Linked DNA regions of Hordeum vulgare: region 2 is linked to region 1. Evidence: chromatin contacts called from public Hi-C data. All regions are on one chromosome and are shown on one strand. Each heading gives the region's core, a stretch centred on a gene start, on an enhancer-like site or on the middle of the called end of the contact. The rest is flanking DNA. Distances are from core to core; before and after follow the strand shown.

The links. A called contact is a pair of places that touch in the nucleus more often than the background predicts.
Region 2: a contact with region 1 is called in a Hi-C map of leaf, with 2.6 times the contacts expected there. The contact joins the promoter of LOC123450623 here to the enhancer-like site in region 1. A contact is called at or near these places in 3 of 6 Hi-C or Micro-C datasets (leaf and seedling).

The regions. Positions count from the first base shown.
Region 1 is chr4H:467,092,656-467,100,116 of MorexV3_pseudomolecules_assembly, reverse strand. No RefSeq gene overlaps it. Among protein-coding and RNA genes, the nearest start is that of LOC123446631, 110 kb to the left of the region's middle. Within about 2 kb of position 4,441, at least 2 of the 3 cell types and tissues checked have open chromatin away from gene starts, as enhancers often do. A contact at or near this core is called in leaf, where this site is marked.
Region 2 is chr4H:467,211,130-467,218,590 of MorexV3_pseudomolecules_assembly, reverse strand. It overlaps LOC123450623, which reads right to left and starts at 4,559. Exons shown (of 1, transcript XM_045127781.1): 1 at 3,478-4,559. The coding sequence starts at 4,559. The coding sequence ends at 3,672. It overlaps LOC123448989 (a long non-coding RNA gene), which reads right to left and starts at 2,358. Exons shown (of 2, transcript XR_006631946.1): 1 at 1,260-2,358; 2 at 1-358.

The DNA.
Region 1 (7,461 bases), core at 3,192-5,691:
TGTACTAGTATCCATGTGTTCAATCTTTCTCTCTCATGTTCTTGAGATGGCACGATCTTGATGTATCACGAGTTTTATTAATATAGATGAATCATATGAAGTTTTCCCCTCTCTATCTTCTTGTGATGAATTGAGTTTTCCCTTTGAAGTTTTCTTATCGGATTGAGTCTTGAAGGATTTGAGAACACTTGATGTATGTCTTGCGATGAGATATATGTGGTTACAATGGGATGTTCTATTGATCCACTTGATGTATGTTTTGGTGATCAACTTGCGGGTTCTGTGACCTTGGGAATCTATGCATAGGGGTTGGCACATGTTTTCGTCTTGACTTTCCGGTAGAAACTTTGGGGAACTCTTTGAAGTTTTTGTGTTGGATTGAACATGATGAATCTGAAATTGTGTGATGCATATTATATAATCAAGCCCATGGGTACTTGTGGTGACATTAGAGTATCTAGGTGACATTAGGGTTTTGGTTGATGTGTTTCTTAAGGTGTTATTTTAGTACGAACTCTAGGGCTGTTCGTGACACTTATAGGGATAGCTCATAAGATTGATCGGAAAAGATAACTTTGAGGTGGTTTCGTACCCTGCAATAATTTCTTCGTTAGTTCTCCTCTATTTGCGACTTTGGAGTGAACTCTTTGTTGCACAAGAGGTATTTACATATGATTCAACTATATTAGTATTGTTGAGAGAACTTGCACTAGTGAAAGTATGAACCCTAGGCCTTGTTTCTAAGCATTGCAATACCGTTTGTGCTCACTTTTATCAATAGTTACCTTGCTGTTTTTATATTTTTAGATTACAAAAACCTATATCTACCTTCCATATTACACTTGTATCACCATCTCTTCACCGAACTAGTGCACCTATACAATTTACCATTGTATTGGGTCTGTTGGGGACACAAGAGACTCTTTGTTATTTGATTGCAGGGTTGCTTGAGAGATACCATCTTCATCCTACGCCTCCCACGAATTGATAAACCTTAGGTCATCCACCTGAGAAAAAATTGCTATTGTCCTACAAAACTCTGTGCTTGGAGGCCCAACACGAGTCTACAATAAGAAGGTTGTGTAGTAGACATCAACCAGAAAGTCTCTTTACTCGTTCCGTAATACAAAATCCCGTGACCAACTCCTTAGTCATATTGCTTGCAAGCTCATTGTGATGTTGTATTACTGAGCGGTCCCAGAGATACCTCTCCGTCATACGGAGTGACAAATCCGAGTCTCGATTCACACCAACCCAATAGACACCTACGGAGATACCTGTATAGCACCTTTATAGTCACCCTGTTATGTTGTGACGTTTGATACACACAAGGAATTCCTCTGGTGTCCGGGAGTTGCATGATCTCATGGTCATAGGAACAGATACTTGACATGCAGAAAACAGTAGCAGTAAACTAACACGATTATATACTACGTTTATAGTTTGAGTCTTGTCCATCACATCATTCTCCTAATGATGTGACCCCGTTGTCAAATGGAAAATCATGTCTATGGTCAGGAAACCTTGACCATCTTTGATCAACGAGCTAGTTCATTAGAGGCCTACTAGGGACAGTGTGTTGTTTATGTATCCACACATGCATTTGAGTTTCCAATCAATACAATTCTAGCATGGATAATAAACGATTATCTTGGACAAGGAAATATAATAACTATTTTTTTATTGCCTCTAGGGCATAGTTTCAGTAAGGATGTTATGACTATGCTGAACATTATGTACATGATCATATAAACTGGAATGAATTGGTCGGTCTAGATCTTTTAAAAGTTAATTTGTAAAAGTTTGAAGTGGGAAATGTTCTACATGCACACACGCACCTTTTATAGAGTTTAATCTTTTAAATGGCTAGTATCAACATCATCTTCTCCTTGGATGTAGCTTACTGTCTGAAGTGTAAACCACAAAACCAGCAATTAACCTGTTTTACAGAAGAATTGCTATAGAAGTTCCAATGACAAAAAGTGACATGAAGTATTAATTCTTGCATAGGCCTCTGTGGAGTAGATATTATCTTCATGAGTTATTTTGATGATTCAGTACCTGCGATTATGCTGTAGAAGTTCCAATGACAAAAAGTGACATGAAGTATTAATTCTTGCATAGGCCTCTGTTGAGTAGATATTATCTTCATGAGTTATTTTGATGATTTAGTACCTGCGATTATGTGTCTGCCCTTTATTTGCTATATCCGTTTGCAATTTTATTGTATCCCTTGGAAGAATTTGCTATTATAACTTCAGTCAGTATATATGTTGACACATGCATGCTGCTTGGTTGGGCGCAGGCACTAAAAGTTGATCCTTCTGATGGCAAGATGGTCGCGATCCTTCTGATGGCAAGATGCTCGCTAGCAGGAGCCGCTGCTGTCTTCAACTTGGCGATGGACAAAAGGATTTGGAGGATGTTGTCCGTTCTTGCTATATGTGTGTTAGGAAATGTATTCCTGAGATGAGTTATTGTGTCATGTAAACCTGGGAGATGTATTTTGTCATGTTATATGATGGATAATTTTAATTCTACTTGGAGATTTCTTGATTTGAATATGAAATAGTGTTGGCTTTAATACTGGACAAATAATTGGGTTGAAAAGGCCCAACAAATAGAAATTAAACCAAGTTTTGGAACAAAAAGTTGCTGAATTCAAAAATGAAAAAAGGCCAAAAATGAAACTGGACCAAATGTATTTGGGCACTAAAAGGCGAGGGCCCAAAAAAAATTCGAAAAAAAACTAAAGTGGCTGAAAATAGGCCAAGGCCCAAAAGAAGCCCAATAAGAATAGCCAAAAAAAATAAAACGAGCCCATGTGATCAATTGAAATGGGTTGGGCTGATTTCAGCCATGACGTTTTGATTTCATCGTAATTTTGCCACGTAGAACTGCCACGTAGGACTGAGTTTGATTGTCAGCGATGATTTAGGATCGTCGTAAAGGTTACGACAATCCAGGAATCGTCGTAAAGTTACGATGATTTTGACCAAAACGTCGTTGCTGTTCATTTCTGACGCTCCCTTTTCGACGCTTGGTTTTTCGTCGTGCGATCGTCGTAAATGAAAAACCGTGACGATGTAGCGACGAAAAAATAGCGTCGTGTACTAGCATATTCCTTGTAGTGACACATACATGGAGCTCTTAATGGCTAACGTGAACTAGTTGGTCCACTCTTGCATTCGATCACTAAGAGACTGATTGGATGATGCTCTGATAGACGCACGCGAAAAGGAAGCAAAGATGACTTCTAATCACGGAAGCTTCTATATGTTGCTTATTATGGCAGAATGTACAACGAACACACATGCAACTCGACAAGGCCGGCCCATTGTACCACAACCGAAGTGAGCGGGATGCGTATGACGGAGCAGTCGAGCATTGTAGCGAATATAATTCAAGATGAATCGATCAAGCACCCAATTGGACATGAGACATTCGGCTATAGAGCAGGTGACTATATGGCTGCGCAAATTTATAAGAGCCAAACAAAACATGATCCATCCATATTTTTTTGTTTATTGAGAAAGTTCCTTTAAAAAATGTTTAGATTTTTTAAATGTATGGGAATTTAGAAAATTAATCAGAATTTTCAAAAATTATTTCTGTTTTTGAACTTGTGTTAAAAAATTGCAAAAAGTGTTCTCAATCCTCATTTTTGTTCAAAAGCTCAATTAAATCTTCATGTATTCGAAAATTAATATCCTATTTTGGAAAATGGTCGTATTTTCAGAAAATGTTCATTTTCCAAAAAATGTTCTAAAATTTCCGAAATTCCTCGCCCTTTAAAATTACTCGGGATTTCAAACATTGTTCATGATTATAAAGAATCAGTTTTTTGTTCGGAAAAATGGAAGTTTTATGAAATGTGAACACTTTTCAAAAATCGTGGACAAGTTTTTCTAAACTCAAATATTCTCAAACCATGTGTACAATGTTAGAGAATCATGAACACTTTTTAGAATATATGAACAATATTTCCAAAACATGAACATTCTTTAAACTCCTAACAATATTTAAAACACGATTTGAAAAATTGTATTTCAAGTCCTTTTTTTAAAGCGAACATTATTTGAATTTGCAAATATCTTTGAAACAGGAACATTTTTTGGAAGTGTGAACATTTTATAAACACATAAACGAATTACAAAATGTCAAAAAAATGAAGCGACGGAATTTTTGTAGAAATTGGAACTTTTTTTGAAACTCCCGAATAAATATGAAAATGCAAAATTTGTTGTGAAACTTACAAACAGTTTTTGAAAGGCACGAGCTTTATTTTTTTAATTTAAGAAAATAAAGTAAAAAATAAAGGGAAAAGGGAAAAGGTAATAGAAACAAAAAATTAGTCACGGGCCTTCTAGTAGCTCCCCAAAACGGGGAAAACACCTGGCGCATTCTAGAAGGTTTAACAAGCCCAGTTCATCGCCCAGTCATGAACCCCTGTGAGAATGCTGGACAACATGACGAAATGCGCATGCCTGGTTCCTATTTCGTGCACTAAGCGTCCGTATATCAGGGAAAACCCTATTTAGCGCCACACGCGTTGGTTAAAAGTAAATTTTATTTAACCGGCGCCTGCAGCGATCCACCATAGCCGGCCCATTTAGAGATCTGGTATGTGCTTTACCCGTAAACATTTTTTCAAATCGATGAACATTTTTGAAAATTAATGATTTTTTATTAAATCGATGATCTTTTTTGAAAATCGGTGAATATAATTTAAAATTCGTGGATTTTTTTGAATTTTTGAAAATTGATGAACTTCTTTTGAAAATCAATGATATTTTTCAAATTCTGCGAGCTTTTTGAAAATACATAAAAATATTTAATAAATTGGTGAACTTTTTTTAAAAATCATTGAAGTTTTTCGCAAATCTTATTTATCTTGAAATTTTATGAACTCTTTTTAAAAATTTAAGGACCAGTATATTTTACATGGGCCGGCCCACTAGAAGAAGGGCCGCAGGCGTCTGTTTGCCTAAACGGCCCTGCAGGCACCGTATAGGACCTCCCAGCCATGCTTATGGCGAGACTAGCACCCGTTTCGTTGAAGCGTTCTTGCATAATGCGCGTTTCGGATGGCCCAATAACGTGTTAGTCATTTCGTCCTTTCGTCACTCGTTCGCTGATATGTTATTTATTTTCTTTATAGTTCTTGGTTTTCTTATTTCTTCTTTGATTTTCTTGGTTTTCTATTTTCTTTGTTATACTTTGATTTGATCTTGAAGTTTTTTTCTCTCGTTCTATTTGGTTTCCCTTTTGATTATTTCATGGTTTACATATATCTTTCTTTTCTTCCTCATTTTCTTTTCCTTTTTTTTTTGCTTTCTTCTCTGGGTTTTGAAGATTTTTTATTTTCCTTGGTTTTCATCGTTTACCATACTTTTTATATTAATCTTTTGGTTTTCGGTTTGTTTCATTTTTTTTTCAGTTTCTTTTGTTTCTTCTTTGCTTTTAAAGTTTTTGCTTTGTTTATTTTGGTTTTCATCATACATTTCTCATATATGTCAAGAAGACTTTTCTAATACATGTTTTTAACACTTTTTAAATACAAGTTTCACATTTTACATCACATGACCAACATTTTTTTACTCATTTTAAATATTTATTAAATGTTTGATTACCATTTTTCGAATACAGGATTAACATTACTGAATACATAGTCAACATTTTTTACATACACATTTTACATTTTGAATTTCTCAACTAAAGCTTTTCCAATATAAGATTAACATATTTTTAGTACATGGTGAACCTATTTCTATAATTATTTCACACTTTTCAAAAGCTTGAATAATTTTTCCAAACACTTGTTCAACATTTTTTCAAATGCTTGATTATCATTTTTGGAACACATGATCAACTTTTTTCTTTCACACTGTATATTTTCTGGCATGTATGTTTCTTATATACGAGAAGCATTTTATTTATACACATTTAAGATTTTTCAAATGCCTAGTTAACATTTCTTGGATACACGGTCATCATTTTTTCTGTACACATTTTTAACATTTTGCAAATGGTTGATAAATGTTTTTCAAATACAAGATTAACATTTTTAAATACATGTTCAATGGTTTTTTCATACATTTTTTAATACAACGACGATTGCCTAAAATGGGTAACCAAAGTCATACAAACCATGCAACGTGCGTAGATCAATAACAGAATACGCAAAACATACAAAATCCGACATCGAACGCAGCAGTTCACCAAAATGGTCGAGTTCATCCAACTTAAGCTTAGTAAACTTAAACAAAGTAAATGAACATACAGAGGGGCGATCGGAGTTCACCACTTGCGTACAGGCCCCGTCGCCTTGCGGTCTTGACTAGGCTCTTCCATATACACGTCGGCTACGGGCGGGGCAACGTCCGTCATTGTGTCGTTGTCCGCGTTGGAGACGGAGGTGAGGACGCATGCCATGCGTGAGGCGATACGACTCTGCTCCATCACGGGATGCGTGGCTCTATGCGCCGCCTTGGACTTCTTCCAGGCGAGCTTCTCGGACTCCTTCAATGCCCAACGGAGGGTCGTAACATTTTTGAGATGTCGACGGCGGGCGTCTGACTCCGCCAACTGCGGACGTCTGACTTCGCCGACGTGTATGAACGTCATATGGCAAGGTGTAGCACCCTGTTGTTGTCGGGGACGCAAGGTTGTGCTTCCGGCGCAAATCTACCGCATTTAGAGACTTGCACGACTGCCCTCATTGCCATTCGATTAAGGTGCCCCATCTCCAGCTATTGTAACCACGACTGTGGGTTAGGAGTCGCCGACACCCGCACCCATCGGCTACCCAGAGGGGTAGTTGATGGCGGTGTCGTGTGGCAATGTCCACTGTGATACCTGGCCTGAGATGGCTGGGAGCGCATCGGCCGTGTGCGGTGTGTGACAGACGAGGAGCAGTCCACCTACAACGAGCCTATTGCCAACCAGGAAGAGCTACCGCCCGGTCCATTCGTGACGAAGAACAATGCAGAGCGCGAGCTCCTCCTTGTTCGAAGAGGTCGTCGAATCCATGACACGGAGAGACAATAAAGACAAGCCGAGCGGGTGAGAAGGGTGGCAAACTTGAAAAGGAGCAAAGCGGGCAAGAGGGGGAGAGAGGGAGAGATAGGAGTGAGGCTAGGGTTTGTGGACTCGCATATTTGCGGGGATAGGTAAGGGAGGCGCGGGCCGTAACGGTCCACGCCTACGTGGGGTGTGTGCCTCAGTGCGTCCGAGCATCCCCTATCCGCCCCAGACTTGGGCCAGATATTAGAATTGTCGGTCAATCCGGGCGTTTGGGTCGGCTAGGGGTATGCTGGTTGGGTGGCAGAATATCTTACTGGGAACATTGCATGGGAAACAAAAAAATTACTACGCACATGCAAGATGTATCCATGAAGATGCATAACAACGAGAGGGAGAGTGTGTCTACGTACCCTTATAGACCGTTAAGCGGAAGCG
Region 2 (7,461 bases), core at 3,310-5,809, 120 kb before region 1:
CAGACCCAACAAATAGGATGCACCAAGTCAACAAGTTGACGCCTGCGGCCCTGCCGTTTCATCAAGACAGAGTTGGAAACAATCCCGCCGTTTCATCAAGACAAACTTGGAAACAAGAGGCTACTAGAACCCCAAGCTCATTTTACCCTAAAAATGGTAAACTGCTAACCAAGTTTCACCATCCCAGACATAGTTTCACGACAAATTTTTCCGGTGCGTGATTTCCGACCATGTCACCTCGCCTGATTTATAGCAAAGTTAAGAAGCAATCGCTTTCGCCCGTGCCGTCTTGGTAATGTAGAATAGTTCCTGCTGACGAGTCCACATCTGTGCCTGAGCCCTTGGCCGCCTCCTCTATCTGCAGATCAGATGGCAATTGTTTTCACCAAGCTATGAATTGCAAGATAAAAGAATGGACAACCAAATTTGACTCGGTTCGTTCGTGGTTATCACAGATAACTGCTGCATCACGTGATTAAACAAGTGATATCGAGCAGTCTCGGTTGTTTAGAGCTACCAATCAAGCAACAAAACTAAAGGCTTAGAGCTACCCACATTGACCAAGGCGACTGGTATCAACCACTTCAGGCTTTTTAACCTGCTGCAAAGCTCTTAATCTATGCACATAACATGTAAGCACAAGAAGGCAAACGAGCCAGGTATCGTGATCCGAAACATGGAAATCTTGTGCCCAGAAAGCTTGCATTTGGCTGATACTGCCGAGGAGAATCGGAATTCCTCTGTGGCAGGTAAACCCAGTGTTCATTCAACCAGAAAATATGCCACATTTCATATCGCTGGAAAAGCGTTTGCCCTCCATACACAGATATGGAAGCAGGTGGGATACCAGGGGAAACAAGTTACTCCTTCCGTTCTTTTTTTGTAAGACGTTGCACACAGCTGAGATTCAACTGTTTTGGGCACCGTCTGAAATGTCTACAACGTCTCATAAAAGTGAACGGAAGGAGTAGTAACAACGCACAGAGTTTCAGGTAGATTGTACCTTGCCAGTACAGATCATCACACCAAATTAAAACAGCCGGGATGATGTAACGAGTATATATCACTTAAGCTACGAGTTGACAGACATGAAAAATGATGCAGAGATAGATGGCAAAAATAGGAAGAACATAGCGTGAAGGCCAACCCATTTGACTTGACATGGATAGTCGAGAGCGCAACCGGGGTGCCCAAGCTACACAAGATAAAGATATAAGACTTGAAGTCACCACGGAGAAAAACATTGCGTGCAGGCTAACCCATTTGAAATGCAGGCGGCATCTACATGAAGCAGATTATCAAACTTGAAGAAACCATATAGGTAGACAGCTAATCATAGACGAAAGTGACCTGAAACAATAACGTTTATGCATTACGGCAGCAAACACAGATTTGGAAGATGCAAGGTAACCAAATATAGAATGAAGCTCAACAATGATATGCAGGATAAGATATTCGATTTGCAAAGCTCTTGGTTTATAGTTAAGAGAATCTTGGCTCTTATGCAAGGACATCCTTGTTGTCGATTTTTGGTGACGGAACAAAACTGAAAGCTCGAATAGTCAAATGATAGGAGTTCAGGTGTCTCAGTCAAGGATAGACAAAATTACCAGAGCACTACAATAATAACAATCAGCACCTCCTACCATAAATATCAGGCCCTTCATAACCAGAATGAATTCAGAAATAGTTGACTTAAAAGGGAGAAAAAAGTCCTGTCCGAGGCTCCAAACGATTTGAAAATGTTATCACTTAGCAGCATATTTTCATGACCAGTACTATGAAAGAGAGATGCATGTCTATTTGATTTTCAGCACAAGCTCGTGAAACATTTGTCTATCTACATCTTGATTGAAGATTTATTAAACGGACTGTGGGCAATTTCGTTCATTTAAGTATAGCCCTCTAACAAGATATGCATGTACAATACTTCAACATCTCTGGAAGCAAAACACAGCCAGCAGTCAGAAAAGGGCGCATATATCTTCAGGCTTTTGGGAAATGCAGCAAAACCTCTGAGGCTAGAAGATTAAGTATAGCCCTCCCACAAAAAAAGGATCAAAAAGGGTACATATATCTCAGGCTTAAGAAAGTCAAACATAACAGAAGCTGTGGACAACAAATATAATTTAGTTCATTTAATATATCTGTACATAAGTAATTAAGTGTAGCCCTCCCACAAGATAAGAGTCAGAAAGGGTGCATATATCTTCAGGATCAATTGTAAGTTGTAACTCCAAAAATCAAGAAGCGCCAGTGCAGTACAATTCAGTAAGAGATGCATGAGGCCGGCCCTCTCCCTTCCCTCGGACCCTCTCTTCCAATCCGCCGGGCCGCCCCTACTCTTCGGCTCGGAGGGAGCAGCAGACGGACCCCCCCCCCCCCCCCCCCGGGAAAAGAAACATAAGTCTGTCGGTCCGCCCCCGCCTTCAATTTGGGAATTTCTTGATTTGCTCTAATTTACTAGATGCAGGTAGTCGATTTATTTAACAGATGCAAGTATTTAAATTTATGTTCCCCTTGTTTTCCTAATGTAGATGAAGATGAGTGGAATTGTTGGCAGTAGCATATTTGCAATGTGGGAAAAGGCTTCAAAGCCAAGGAAAACAGAGGAACTATCCACACCGAATCGGACAGTAGCTGCATCTAGTACTTGTACTTCTCCTGTTCATTTTGATATCATCACTTTATCAATCAAAAGGTACTTATGTATTTATGGCGTTATGGTCTGATACATTGAAATATTACTATTGCCGTTATGATAGTGTTGTTTTGTTCATATATTACTAGTTTTGTGTTGTTTGGTTCATATACCACATTTAGAGCAAAAAAAAAATTTGGATGAATACCCAGCCTTCATTTCCTGGCGCCGCCACTGCAATGAGATGAAGAAATGCAACCCAAATCCATTATTCGGGCTTTAGGAAAAAGAAAAAAAACAATCCTACTGAGTTTTTTCAGGAAATGATTACCAGTGCAGTTACATAGTCAGAAAACCCAAAGGTTGAATAATAGCAGGGGATTAAGAAATCATTCTGGCTCATCTACATCAATTGTGTTCAAGGTTTGTATCAGAAAGGTCACAAAGAGAAAATCCAGTTTGCATCACACGAAAATGGACTACAATTAAACGGTGTTTCACCTAAGTGGTCTAAAGTTTGATCTCTTTATTAACTCCAAATATATTATTACCTCCAAGAGAGTCAATTAAAAGGTGCCCCTCACTCTTCAAGGCCTACACATAATCACCCGGTGGTACTAACTAACCACTAAAGTTTCACCGCTAACCTAAGATACAAAGGTTCCAATGCAGTTACAGGTTTGCAGCAGTAACAAGTAAACAAAGAGGATGTGAAGTAAGTATGAACAAAAATTGACAAGTACTTAACAGAAGCTTATGTGTTATCTCCAATTTGTATCCTAGTAGGTTCATATGAGAAGAAGAAACAGCACATATTTTCAGTATTGAACAAAAACTCCAAACCAAAATCCAGTGGGCACATTGCATATATCATGCGAAAAGTGAATTACAGAGCCTTTCTCCTTAGATCAAAAGAGACTGCTTAAACAATCATTAGAGAAAAGAAGGTTAAAACTTTATTGGCTCTGCCCCTGGTATTGATGCATTCACTCCGAGCATAGCAGCCCCCGGTGCAAACTGCTAGAAAGGATTACCTTGCAGGCGCTGCTGCAGGGGCACTTACGACGTTCCTGCGGACCACCCTGGGGCCTCCGCCATTGCCATTCAAACTCAAGCCATTGCCACCGTCCCCATCACCCACAATCAAATCCCGGAGGCCCGAGGTGAGGTCTTTCTCTCTCTTCTCCTTGTCCTTCTGCTTGGCCCTGGCAGTGGCGGCAGCGAGCGGCTCGAAGTGGTTCCCGTAGATGTACTCGGCGGAGTAGCCGTCCTCGTCGTCAAAGAGCATGACGTGGCCGTGCCACTCCCACACGCGGTACTCCCCGCCGGCCTCGTCGTGGAAGCCGACGCAGACGTGGTGGTCGCCGACGGCGACGGACTGGCCCGAGTTGGGCTTGAGGGCGTCCCCGTCGCCGGCGAGCACCATCCTGACGATCTCCTTCTCCAGCTTGGTCTCCTCCCGCGAGAGCATCCGGCGCCGCCTGGCCTCCGCGGAGCCCTCCCCATCGGAGAGGCCGCCGTCCTCCCCTTCTTCTTGGTCGTCGTCATCGTCGTCGGACTCGCCCGCCGCGGCGGAGAGCGCGGCGATCTCGTTGAGGAGGAAGTCGTCGAGGTCCTGGGTGAGGAAGGAGTTGGTGTCCAGGAAGGGCGGGCGGAGCTGGACGCGGCTCATCAGGTTCTGGAGGAAGAGCGCGTCGACCGGCGCTCCGGAGGGAGCGGCGGCGGAGGGGCGCGGCGAGGGAGGGGCCATGGGCGCGGAGGCGTGGTAGGGTTTTGGGTTTGGGGGCTCGTCTTGTGTGGATGTACAGCTGCAGATAGGCGAAGGGGGCTCGGTAGCGAACAGAGAGAGGTCGTTGGATGCGAGCGACGGGGAGATATTTTTCTTGGGGGACTGCAGTATGCAGGAGATGGGCTTCATCAGGTTGGGCCTTATTGTACAAATCCGTCTACATGGGCTGGGCTTAATTTCAGTCCTTGTATCGATTGGTATACTTTGGTCACTTGTATATATGCGGGCTTGCAAGAAGTAAATTCCTACCTCTGTAAAGAAATACAAGAGTGTTTATTACTCCCTTCGTTCCTAAATATAAGTCTTTCTAGAGATTCTACTAAAGAACTATATACGGATGTATGTAGACATACTTTAGAGTATATATTCACTCATTTTGCTTCGTATGTAGTCACCTAGTGAAATCTCTTAAAAGACTTATATTTAGAAACGGAGGGAGTAGATCATTGCTAGTGATCTACGTATACGCTTTTATATTTTTTATTGGAGGGAATATTATGCTAAAAAAAAAGCTTACAAGTAGCACGTTATTTCTCGTCTATTATGACACGATAGGGCTATTTCTCGCATGTTATGACACGTAGCTCTAGCTCGTCTCATGGCGCAACACAGCCGATCCAGTTTTGTAGCAGCGGCGTGAGTTTTTTTTTCTCTCTCTCTGATTTTTATCGGGGTTTTTCACTGTTTTCTTTGGGTTTTCATTCTTTTAGTTTTCACCAAGTTTCTACAGTTTTTCAATACTTTCTTTTTCTTTTTTTGACCACATGTATATATTATTTGTATACATTGTATATTTTTCTATACATCAGTAACATTTTTTATAGAATGGAAAGACCCTATTTGACGTTTTTTTGTGTTAGAGGGTCGACCAATCGCACAAACATGTTATCAATTCGGTTGGCCCATCTTCCATTATACGTGTAGCCGCACAGTTCCCGTTTTGGAAACTTTCTTCCCAGCCGGTTTTATCAACTTTGGGAACCTTCTAAAAGATCTCTAAACCAGGTTTTTTTTAGTTTAATACTCCCTCTGTCTCAAAATAATTGTCTCAACTTTGTACTACTCTAGTATAAAATTGTACTAAGCTCAAGACACTTATTTTAGGACAGAGGGAGTACTTTTTTTCTTTGTTTCTTGTTTGATTTTAATTTTAAAATATGTTAGAGAAATTCAAATAATATGAAATTTCAGAAACTGTTTTTTGGTTCTGAAAATTCTTTGGAGTTTTAAAAAATGTTTCCTTTTTCAATTTTTATTCATAAATTAAAAAATAGTTCCCATTTATCAAAAAAACATACAGATTCAAAATATATTCACGTTTAACAAGTGTTCCATTTTCATTTTTTGGTTCGCAAATTTCAAAATGTTCTTGTTTTCGAAATTGTTGAGGAAATCTAAAAAATGTTAGTATTTTTGAAAAACGTTTATATCTTTTCAAAATAATAACTCAGAAACCATTGACTTTTTCCAAAAAATGTTCATAGATTCACGAATAGTTTGTGATTTCAAAATTTTAAAAATATTAGAGTTTTCATTTATTATTCACCATTAATTTACAAAATGTATCACATATTCAAAAATATATCAGAATTTCAGAAAACATGCCCATTTTTGAAATTATGCTCGATAAAAAAAGTAGACGTTTCAAAATTTTGGTTCAATAATTTTGAAACTTCAAGTAGACGTTTCAAAAATTTTGTTCAATAATTTTGAAACTTCTGTGTTTCAAAAAATATTCACTTTCTAAAGAAAAAATGGCATCTAAATTTTCATAAAAGGTTTGATCGAATGCACCCCGCGCTACCTATTAGTCAGCAAATATGTTCAGCCCCGCTTGTTAGCAGCTTGCTCGTAGGTGAGGTCATGTGTTCGAACTCAAGCGAGTGCATGATATTTTGGAATTTTGCATGGTGTGCTCCCAATTTTAGTCTGGGCAACTTCGTTGCCTCGTTGTGCGTCGCGCAACCATTTGATGCAAAATGCAACACATAGGAGCCCCCATATAGAATTTAAGAATTGAAAATCAATTTTTTAAAGGGCCTAAAGTGATATATTAAACATCACTCGTCCTAACAAATACATCCATATAAAAAAAATACATTCGAATCCTGTGGGATGAAGAAGTCTTCTTTCTCCTGAATCCACCGACGGTGCACAATGTGCATAGCTCACTGCCACCTCTGGGCCTCCTCCTTGACGGAGCAAACTTTATATTCCAAGGAGCTTGTAGAAGTAGCAGCCAATTACTCATCGGTACAGAGTTTGGCACCGTGATTCTAGAAGCATATCGCCACCCTGGAAAAGAAAACTCAGGTAATGGTATGTAGAAACTCCGAAGACAATGAAAGCTAGCCGGACGAATACACCAGAAAACTAAACCAACCCGATCTAGGGATGACATCCGGAGGGTATTGGACGGGTGGAGCCTCCTCATACCCTTACCCGCCCCGTATGATATTACCCATTACCCTTACCCATACCCGTCAACAGGGATTTTTTTTCCCCATACCCGTTACCCGACAGGGCAGACGGGTACCCGCGGGTAAAATTACCCATATTTGCAAAACATCAGTTTAGAAATTTTATAGTTATAAACTGCATTGTATCATATAGTTTACAAAAATAGATTATAACTACAACACATACTTATAAAATAACATCATATAGTCATAAACAACAACACATAGACATACACTTTCAATTCATAAATTATTGACATCGTGTAGATTATAGAGATAATTTTGAGTTTACATAGATTTTATATGGGTACATGGGTATATGGGTATGGGTTATATGATTCCATACCCATACCCGCTCTACCCAACGGGTCTCAGATTTTCCTATTTATATACACATGGGTAAATTTTTGTCTCGTACCCTTACCCTAATAGGTTTTTTACCCGTAGGGTACGTGGGTAATGGATACCCATTATCATCCCTACCCGATCCCGAATTTAGGCAGCAACAATGCAATGTTGATGGAAAGCTACCGAGCAATGGTCTTGACACTTTGAGAAGTTAAGACATGAGG